2 separate regions of the Sus scrofa genome follow, and region 1 is linked to region 2. Evidence: chromatin contacts called from public Hi-C data. All regions are on one chromosome and are shown on one strand. Each heading gives the region's core, a stretch centred on a gene start, on an enhancer-like site or on the middle of the called end of the contact. The rest is flanking DNA. Distances are from core to core; before and after follow the strand shown. Region 1 has its middle 30 kb from the start of SYNM. Region 2 overlaps FAM169B (protein FAM169B).

The links. A called contact is a pair of places that touch in the nucleus more often than the background predicts.
Region 1: a contact with region 2 is called in a Hi-C map of embryonic fibroblasts, with 2.6 times the contacts expected there. The contact joins two enhancer-like sites. A contact is called at or near these places in 1 of 5 promoter capture datasets (liver), 15 of 47 Hi-C or Micro-C datasets (adipose tissue, brain, embryonic fibroblasts and 8 more) and 1 of 2 datasets of contacts at active chromatin or transcription factors (skeletal muscle).

What each region holds. Positions count from the first base shown.
Region 1 is chr1:137,823,329-137,828,571 of Sscrofa11.1, forward strand. No RefSeq gene overlaps it. Among named protein-coding and RNA genes, the nearest start is that of SYNM, 30 kb to the right of the region's middle. Within about 2 kb of position 3,358, at least 59 of the 83 cell types and tissues checked have an H3K27ac peak or open chromatin away from gene starts, as enhancers often do. A contact at or near this core is called in adipose tissue, embryonic fibroblasts and liver, where this site is marked.
Region 2 is chr1:137,256,118-137,261,605 of Sscrofa11.1, forward strand. All of the region lies in intron 3 of FAM169B (protein FAM169B), which reads right to left. Among named protein-coding and RNA genes, the nearest start is that of FAM169B, 38 kb to the right of the region's middle. Within about 2 kb of position 4,149, at least 5 of the 83 cell types and tissues checked have an H3K27ac peak or open chromatin away from gene starts, as enhancers often do. A contact at or near this core is called in adipose tissue, embryonic fibroblasts and liver, where this site is marked.

The DNA of each region.
Region 1 (5,243 bases), core at 2,108-4,607, 570 kb after region 2:
ATTAAAGTTTTTTCTCTACCATCTTTCTGACTGATGGTGCTACACAGGCAGGGTGGAGTGTTCTTGCCTGTCAGCTTCTCCTAGCCTCTTTTTTTTTTTTTTGTCTTGTCTTTTTAGGGCCACACCCACTGCATATGGAGGTTCCCAGGCTATGGGTTAAATCGGAGCTGTAGCTGTTGGCCTATACAACAGCCACAGCAATGCCAGATCCGAGCCGCATCTGAGACCTATACTGCAGCTCATGGCAACACCAGATCCTTAACCCACTGAACAAGGCCAGGGATGGAACCTGGTTCGTTAACCATGGAACCACAACGGCAACACCCCTAGCCTCTTCTAATAAAGAGAACCAAGATTTTTCTTAGGGACCCAAGTTGTCTTAGGGTCAAAAAGAGTCAGTGAAAGAGCCAGCTGAGATATGGACATGGTCAAATCAAGATAGTACTGTTGAATTTCTAGATCAAGCCATGCCTGAAGCTGACATTTCCATTATCAGTTTCATAGGGCAATTATATCTCTTTTTATGCTTAAACCAGTTTGGGTTGAGTTTCTGTCTTTTGCAAAAACAGAGTCCTGACCAGTACATAAAGCCAGTATATAGACATATCATTTCAACTGATTTCCCTACAAACCTAAACAGTTTACCCTACTTTGCTCCCCAAGACCTTCATATATGAAGAAGTCATTAAATCCTCACAACAGCTGGAACACAAGAGTTAAGGTCCATGGTCAAAGCTGCATAGCTCTGTTCCCCGAGTTCATTCTGGATGGCTGGAAGCCCGCGCACCTCCAAATAGGGCAGCCCCTGATATGACAGTGGAGCTGGGTCCCACCCGCTTCAAGGCATAGTCTAAGAGCAGAATCCAGGCAACTGAATGGAACCAAATTAAGATGTTGGGGAGAATGAAATGCAGAGTGAGGTGCAGAGTGAGGGCTCAGAGGCCAGCACATCTGGAAAGGACAAAGCAATTGCCATGGCTGCCGAGTCCCTCATCCCAAGAAGGACTCTGGTTCCTGGGATGGGGACATGGGCTCTGAAATGTCAAGGCAAACCCAGACAGTGCTGGTTCTCATGGAATCTGGGAACCAATAAAACAATGACTGGAAAGCAATGATCCGAAAGATATTCTTGCTGTAATTTTTCCACAGAAATATACTACGTAGCAAGCTAAGTAAATTCTTGGAAACCTGGAAACCCCCCAAAACTGGTAGATGCAGCTTTTTTTTTTCTTTTTTACTATTTTATGAAAAAGAGATAGAGAAAAACCACATTTCTTGGATTTAACTTTGTTCACACAAACTTTGGGTTTTTTTTTAAAGAAAAACTGGCACCGTTTAAGCATGGAAACTGTCACTCCAGTAACTTTTTAAATAGTTGCCTAGAATTGTGTGACTTGGAAAATTAATTTCTTTCCAGATGAAGAAACCCAAAACAGGTTTTCTAAGTGAAAATTATTGGTTCCCCCCTCCCCCATTCTCAGGAGGCAGAAGAAGCAACGGGCAGAGACCTGAGCATATGGGACGCTCAGCCAAACAAAAGGGCTGTCTGCAACTTGCCTAAAATAGAAAATAAAAGTTAGCAGAGCTTTCCGCCTGGCGGGCCCCTTTTCCGAGCCTCACAGGACGCTGCCCCAGAGCCTGTGTAATCAGTTAAAGCAGAAGCCCCAGAGCCCCATGGCTTCCTAACTTCCAGTCCCCTTCCGACCTGGGGAAGCAGGTTCACCCAACCAGAGTCACCTCCACAAGGTAGTGGCTTGTGCTTTGTTTTGCTGAAAAAATTCAAATCCCGTTAATGTTTTGGTTCTTTTTAAAGAACTTTGGACAATAATATACGTTACAAGAGCTTTATGTGGAGGAGGCACTAGAGAGGTGAGGTACCCTTCATTGTAGGACAAGCCTTGGCTTTGAAGTGTGAAGAACAGGGGTTCGAATCTCAGCTTTGCCCCTTGCTGTCCGTGTGACCTTATTCTCTCGGAACTCCGAGTAACAGGCGAGGATGACTCCTGGCTTGAGGGTCAGCAACGAAGGTGAGCAAGTGCTGGTCTGCACGTGCTTAGTGCTTGGGAACCTCCGCTAGCGTCCTGCTCCCGCCGGGAGAAGGCAGGTGGCTCACTTCACCTCCCCAGCTCACCTGAGAGGCTGGCAATGGCAGGCAGGAGGAGAGAGTGTGGGAGGGGCCGGGGTAGGAAAGAAATGAGCATCCAAGCTCGTACTAATCCTCACCTAGTACCTTATTAAAGTCCTTAAAGGAATTTGCATCGCGACCTCCCAGCTGACCGTGAACCTGAAGCCCGCATCCCATCGTGCACCCGCCGAGGGTTCACATGAAATCCACAACGGCAGTCACACCCTCAAACTGAAGCCGATTTTCCGATTTCGAAAGCCGGACTGCAGCATTAAAAAAGGCTTTGTTTTCTTCTTCTTCTCCCTCTCTTCCTCCTTCCTCCCCCGCCTCCCCGGGCCAAGTCTCTCCCAGCGCGCACACAAAAGAAGACCCCGAGGCCAAGGTACCGGAACCTGCGGGTTTGTTTACCACTTCGGGCGTCTCGGCGAGGTGCTGCCTGGCACCGCCACCTACCGGCGGGAGTCGGCCCTGCTCCCGGGAGCGGGCCAAAAACTGCCGGCCGATGACCCAACGCCGCAGGCATCTGAGGATAACCTTTCCCCTTTCTTTCCAAGACCAAATAAGGGGGCTCTTCCCTCAGCGTGCTGGGCCTGTGGCGGTTAGGCCAAGGGGCGTGGATTGGAGAATGCAGGAACGAGGCTGACAGTCCGCAAAACAACCGACCACATTGTTCCTGTGGCGGCCGGCCTCCTCCCTCCTCCGGGCGGGCACGGCCCGTGCCCAGGCGGGGCGCTCCCTGCCTCCGCAGGCGTGGAGAGCCGGGCGGGCGACTGGGCAGGGCAGCCGTCCCGGGGACCCCGAACCCCATCGGTAGCACTGCCAAGCCGCTGCCCCCACCCCAAGGAGTGGAGGGCAGGGTGCCCGCGGGCCCCGCCCCCTTGCCGCACTCCCCGCAGACCCTCAGGGCTGTGGGGCCGCAGAAGGGCGGGTCTCTGGGCCCTGGCGGGGCGGGGGGCGCAGACGGAGGGGAGCCAGGCCCCGCGGCCAGGCCTCGGAACCCTGGCATCGCCCCCGAGGGAGGGAGTCACTGGTGGTTGACAGTGTTTGGTAACCACAGAAACCAAGATTTGACCTATATTTTTGAATATGGCCTCAACTCTAGTTTTCCTTCTAGAAATCAAAGGGAGAGAGTCTGACCTGACTTGCTGTTGATTTTCCTCCTGCCCGGCGTTCCAGAATGCCACCCAGAAGGTTGGGCGAGGCGGGAGACCTCACTGGCTGGTTCGCCGTGACTTGGAGGGTGACAGTGCTCTGGGCCAGGAGCAGTGGCTGTACACATTCAGAGCCTCCTACCAACCCCAGGTCCTCCATGACGGTGGGGATATTTCTGGAGGGAAATTGGATGATTTTTACCAGGATTTTAAATGTTTACCATTTAACTACTTCCTCCCATTTCTAAGTTTTATTCTAAGTAAGTAAAGAGAATATGAATTCCGCTGATGGTCACAGCCCTGGTAATGTTGCCAACAACAGTTGGCCTTAACTGAACATTTACTATGTGCTGGAAACTGTTATAAATGTTTTATAAATATCTACTTACAACATTCTGCTGCAGTAGGTATTCTTAATACCCTTGTTTTATGGAGGAGGAACCCGCAATCAAAAGTTAGGTTTTCACTCAAAATCACCCAGCTGGGGAGTGGTAGAGGCAGGATTTATGCTTGGACTGTGGAGCTCCTGAGTCTGTGCCCTTGACCGCAACACTAAATGTTTATCAATGGGGATTTGATTAATTTAGAGTACATCCGTATAATGGAATACTCTCCAGCCACTTAAATAGTGATGTAGATTGGGAATAATTGGCATGGAAAAATGTCCATGACATATTATTGAGTGAAAACAGCTGGTTACACAACGGCGTGTATAACAGGATCGCACAGCTGTGCAGAAGGGCGCTTGTGGCAGTGCTAACTGTGGTCACCTGTGGGTGGTGGGGTTACAGGTGGCTCACTTCACAGGTATGTTTTCCGAATGTTGTTGAGCCCTTTCGGGAAATGAATGTGGGTTATTTTCCAATAAAAGAGCTATTTTATGGTGTGCCTTCTGGAGAAAATATGTGTTAGATAAACGTCATTCAGGCATGAGTTTCAGTTCTGTTGCCATGCATTCAATGCTAATGAATCAACAACATGTTTTAATGTGTCTTTAAACAGAAAAAAAGCTATTTCATTTTTTTAAAAATAAATGGATAAAGGAAATAACATTTCTTGATATGTACACACACACTTGAGATCACTGTCAAGGCTGGGCTCACATCCCACTATATCTCCGAAAGCCTTTCCTGATCTGTAACATTGGAAATTAGAGCTTCCCACACTCCTTACGTGTGAGAACTTGTGTCCAGACAGATATTCAGCTACGTGAGCACATACCTATGTTACCAGCTAAACTGTAAATTCCAGAACGGAGGTGTAGATTATTCAGCTTTGCCGGTACATCCCTTAGCATCTGCCACAGCACTTTTTTCCCCCTATGGTCATACCTGCAGCATATAGAAATTCCCAGGCCAGAGACTGAATCTAAGCCACAGCTGCAACCTATGTCACAGCTGCAGCAATGCCAGATCCTTTAACCTACTTCAATGGCCGGGAATGGAACCTGCACCTCCACAGCCACCTGAGCCACTGCAGTCGGATTCTTAACCCACTGCACCACAGAGTGAACTCCCTGTAGCACTTTACCCATTGCGGGTTTGAATATTTATCAGTAGATTGGTATGAACTCATAATGATGGAGTAATCCAAAGAAGAATTAATGATATAATTAATTTTTAGAATCTACTGCTTGGCACACACTAGGTGCTCCATAAATGTTTGCTAGGTGACTGAGCCCAGAGATGCTCTGCTCCAAGCAGCTCTTCCCCTTGAGAAATCAAAATGAGAGCTGCTGCTTCTTCTTCAGGGACCTCTGTGTACCAGGTGATTAGCCATCTATATCAGGCAGAGAGCTTGGGAGGAGCTGGCTCTGGTTAACTTAGCAGCAAAGAGTAACTCTTGAAATTGATGGGAAGGAGGGAGAAGGAGGCTTGGAAGTTGGGCACGAATAAAGTCAGGCAGAAGGAAGACCTGGCCAAGGTCACGCCAGGGTTCCCTGGGCACTACCATCCCCCAGTGGACAC
Region 2 (5,488 bases), core at 2,899-5,398:
TGGGTTCAATCCCTAGCTTTGCTCAGTGGGTTAAGGATCCAGCATTGCCATGAGCTGTGAGTGTAGGTCACAGACACGGCTCTGATCCTGCCTTGCTGTGGCTGTGGTGTAGGCTGGCAGCTGCAGCTCTGATTAGACTCCTAGCCTGGGAAGTTCCCTATGCCTTGAAAAAAAATAGCTGCATTTCTGTTTACTAACAATGAAATATGATAAAAGGAATATTTAAAAAATACCTTTTAAAACTGCACCAAAAATTAAAAGAAAATACGTAAGAATAAACCTGACCAAAGAGGTGAAAGACTTATATGCTGAGAACTATAAATCATTAATAAAGGAAATTAAAGAGGATTCAAAGAAATGGAAAGCTATCTCATACTCCTGGATTGGAAAAATTAATATTGTTAAAATGGCCATACTACCTAAAGAATCTGTAGATTTAATGTGATCCCTATCAAATTGCTCATGACATTTTTCACAGAACTAGAACACACAATCCAAAAGCTTATATGAAACCATAAAAGACCCAGACTTGACAAAGCAATCCTGAGGAACAAAAACCAAGGAGGAGGCATAACTCTCCCAGACTTCAGACAATATTACAAAGCTACAGTAATCAAGACAGTGTGGTACTGGTATAAAAACAGACATATGGATCAATGGAACAGAATAGAGAGCCCAGAAATTATCTCAGATACCTATGGTTAATTAATCTTTGACAAAGAAGGCAAGAATATAAAATGGGAAAGACAGTTTCTTTACCAAGTGGTGCTGGGGAAACTGGACAGCTGCCTGTAAATCAATGAAACTAGAACACACCCTCACCCATGCACAAAAATAAACTCAAAATAGCTTAAACACTTAAACATAAGACAAGACACCATAAAACTCCTAGAAGAGAACACAGGCAAAATATTCTCTGACAGCAACTGTGCAAATGTTTTCTTAGGTCAGTCACCAAAGCAACAGAAATAAAAACAAAATAAACCAATGGGACCTAATCAAACTGACAAGCTTTTGCACAGCAAAGGAAACCATAAACAAAACAAAAAACAACCTACGGAATAGGAAAAAATAGTTGCAAACCATGCAACCAATAAGGGTATAATCTCCAAAATATATAAACAACTCATCCAACTCAACAACAAAAAAACAAACAAACCAATTAAAAAATAGGCAGAAGACCTAAATAGACATTTCTCCAAAGAAGAAATATGGGTGGCCAGTAGGAACATGAAAAGATGCTCAACATCACTAATTATTAGAGAAATGCTAATCAAAACTATGATAAGATACCACCTCACACACCTCAGAATGGCCATGATAAATAAGTCAACAAATAACAAATGCTGGAGAGGGTGTGGAGAAAAGAGAACCTTCCTATACTGTTGGTGAGAATGTAAATTGGTACAACCACTATGGAAAACAGTATGGAGATTCCTCAGAAAACTAAATATAGAATTACATATGATCCAGCAATCCTACTCCTGGGTATATATCCAGACAAAACTACAATTGAAAAAGATACATGTACCTATATGTTCATAGCAGCATTACTCAAAGTAGCCAAGACATGGAAACAACCTAAATGCCCATCAACAGATAAATGGATTAAGAAGATGTGGTACATATATACAATGGAATACTACTCAGCCATAAAAAAGAACAAAATAATGCCATTTGCAGCAACATGGACACAACTAGAGAGTATCATACTAAGTGAAGTAAGTCAGAAAGAGAAAGACAAATTCCATACAATATTTAAATATTCTTAGTTAATCAATAAATAAAACAATTGTTTTTTAAAAGGCAGTGTGATTTGTCTACAGGATGGCAGAGGGAGAGCTGGTTGTCACCTGTCACCTTGGATGGATGGGCTGCAACAGTGGGGAGCTGTCCTGAGAAGGGCTTTGAGGCTACTATCCAGCTCAGCAAGGAGGAGCACTGTGACAGATGGTGACATTCATGAGGAGGACAGAGGTGCATATGGCTGTGCTTGCTGTCCCTCATCACCTGCCCAGCACAGAGGACAGGGGACATGGCACAGTGGCTTAGGACCCTCCAGAGGTCACAATTCTGAAGGACATGGTACTCATTCAACCCCCATGCTGAGAGGCTACTATGGGCAGAGCACAGGCTAAATCCACTTGAGGAATTAAATTTAAACTCTAGCTTAAGACACTTAGAACTTGGAGGAGGAGAGTGGGCCTGGTCACAGAGGCCCTGGAAGCCATACTCTGGAGACCACTGGTAGCCACCATGATTCAAAGGGGGAGATGAACATGACCCAATTACTGTGTTAAAGTAATGACATCCACCAGAGCTATAGGTCCAACAACCCACTGAGTGGCTGGCTGACCCTTTTGTTCAGAGGAGGCTCTGAAGGATTAAGATAGTCAAGGTCATATGCTTATAAACAGCAGCACTGGGACTGGATGTGAACTGGGTCCCAGTCATTCCACAGCCCCTGGTCTAAGCACTATGCTCCAGGTGAATAATGGACAGAGAGACAAGGGGATAGAGCTGGGCCCAGGCCCCAAAAAGGCCAGCAGAGTAGGGAAGACAAAGATGAGACAGAGATGAGGAGGGGACAAGCCAAGACACCGAGGAGAAAGAATTGCCAGCAGAGAAAGTCTTTAATAGAACAAATCTCCTTTTGTACTTTGGGGAGGGGAGGGAGGCTGCCATTTATTCAGCAAACACTGACAAGTATCAGGCACTATACTTGGCACTAGAGATCCAGGACAGAAGACACCGCCCAGCAGGAGCAAGACAGGCCACCAGGCCGTGACCACACATACCATGACCAGTGCCTAAGATGTGAACAGCATCAGGCACCCACCTGGGGCTGTGTCTTCATCCATTCACACTGCCGTGACAAAATACCACAGTCTGGTGGCTTATAACAACAGAAATTTATTTCTCACACTTCTGGAGGCTGGAAGTCTGAGATCAGGGTACTAGCATGGTCAGGTTCTGATGACAGCCCTCCTGGACTGCAGATGGCCAACTTCTCACTGTGTTCTTCTGTGACAGAAAGGGCAAGGGAGCCCTCTGGGGTCTCTCTGATAAGGGCACTAATCCTACTCAAGAGGGCTCCACCCTCATGACCTAAGCAGCCCCCAAAGGCCCCACATCCCAACCTCATCACATGGGCTTAGGATTTCAACATATAAATTTGGCAGGGGACACAAACATTCAGACCATAGCTGGCTGTCTAGGAGAGCTGAGGCAGAGTTCCAAGAATAGGCCTGAGCCAGACTGGACTCCAGTGCTGGGGGCTCTGGGGACCAGGTTGAGGTAATGACTTCGAAATGAGTCTCCGGGGGAGTCTAATCAATGACAGACATGATTGGAGCAATGGTTTACAAAGCAGGTGAGGCTGGAGGCAGGGAGGACAATGGGAGGCTGTGATGATCCCACCAGGAAGTGTGGAGGGGCTGAGTGCAACAATCATGCTGGATGGGAGGAAGATCCTCAGGGGGGCAAAAAAGACCACCTGTGAATCAAACTGGCCCAAAGGCAGAAGAGAGGGGGCAGGCAGGAGTGGCAGTGGGCAACCAAGCTTGAGCAGGACAGAGGTGCTTTCACCAGCAGGAAGTGAGAACAAGGAGGAGGTGTGAGGGTTTCAGTTCTGAAATGCTTGTTAGAGACAGCAAGGTCAGGGTGGCCATCCAAATACACAGCCCAAGCTGAGCAAAGAGACAGAGAAAGTCCATACCCCATATTACAGAGGAACCAAGGAGGCTGAGTGCACATGTGCCTGAGAGTGCATGCCTGCACATGCACATGCACACACACCTTATCTCCCCACACTAACTTCAAGTTGTTCATGTACTGGCCCATGGTTTATACTTCTCCAATCACAACTGAAGGAGCTTCAGGCTCTCCTGTTGCTCCCCACCCACCTCCCCCAGTCGCTTTCCTGGAGTCTAAGCCACCATTGCCCCATTACAAATCTAAAAAATATGTAATCCCCCCCCCTCAAAAAAAGAGCACAGTTAAACCAAAGTGACAGGTCATCTTCCCCAAAGCAAAATACATGTAGGAAAAAAATAATGCTGAAAAGTTCTGGCAGGGGAGAGCACATAAACACATTCCAAGGCATTGCATGACTTTTATGCAACATTGACTGAGCTGGTCAATAATTTAAGGGGAGGGGAAAAATCCTCAAGTTGACATAGCAACTGTCACATCGCATTACTCGGGCTACCATTTCCATACAGATGTCTTCCTTAAAGGAAAACACTTCCCCAGATGCCCTGTGAACTTGGGCGCCTCTTTGCCATGGAGAAAGAAACATCTGGTTTGCAGTATATTTGCCTCAGCCTCTCTGTGGTTCTCAGGCCTTTCTGGCCTTAAGCAATTTTGTTTTCATAAGTCGAGATTTTAACTCAAGGAAGTTGGGGTGAGATGGGGTGCCTGGATCCTGAGGCACAGCTGGACAGCCAGGTGTTAGAGGCAGAAAAGAAACCCACACCAGGGCTGGTCTACCTAGGAAAGGCATCCCTTTTGCGGCAGGGCAGGGGGAGGCTACACTCAGAATTTACCAGGCCAGGGATTGAACCCAAGCCACAGCAGTGACAACACTGGATCTTTAACCCACTGAGCCACCAGGAAAGTCCTAGGAAAGAAAATCTTAAAATCACAGGCTCCACCAAGGCAAGCACACTGAGTTTCTCAGGGCAGAGAGATGCGGACAGCCCAAGCTGTAGCAGTAAAACCCTCGAAGAAGCAGCCCGGCCCCTGGACAATGGCTTCATCCTTGACACAGAATATTTTCCTCGGGGTGTCTCTGTCTTCCAAATACCATTAGTCCCTTGGTAAGAACGAAATGTCTTTGTTTGTTTGTGGGATGCTGTTTTTCCCTATATTGAAATCCAACTCACAGTAAGTGCCGTCAATTAACATGGAATAAAGAAGAAAATCCCAAACAATAGCCAAAACACAGTGCTGTCACTGCAAATAGCCCTTCAATCTGTCATGGCCCAAGGAAAACAGAACTCTCTTCTCCATATGTAGCATGGAGCTCTCTTAGTTTATGTGAAGTTGGGTCCTGCTCAACCTGGGGACCACCTGACACTGGCCGAGCTTACAGGGCCACATGGGCACCTTAACCACCAAGAGGAGCAGGTATTCAAATCGAGGCTGAGTTTTTGGCCAGAACTCTTTTTCCCCCAAACTGTCAAACCCACTTAAGCGGGACTCCTCTAATTGGCAGGTGGGAGAATGGGACCCATTTCAGGCTTAGGTCTATCTCTGCAACATCCAAAAAGCAAATACAGACTTAAACAAAAGTTAACGTCCACAGGATCATGGGAGGCTACACCAGTAGGTGCCTGCTAACCAGGTTATTCCTACAAATTTGGGGTACAAGAGTCTGTGGGGTTCCTCACACTTCAAAGCCAGAAAAACTGCAATTACTTCCCAGATTTTACCAGGTTGGCAAGCCTCTCCTCCCATCATATTAGCTTGGTTTTTACCAGAGATA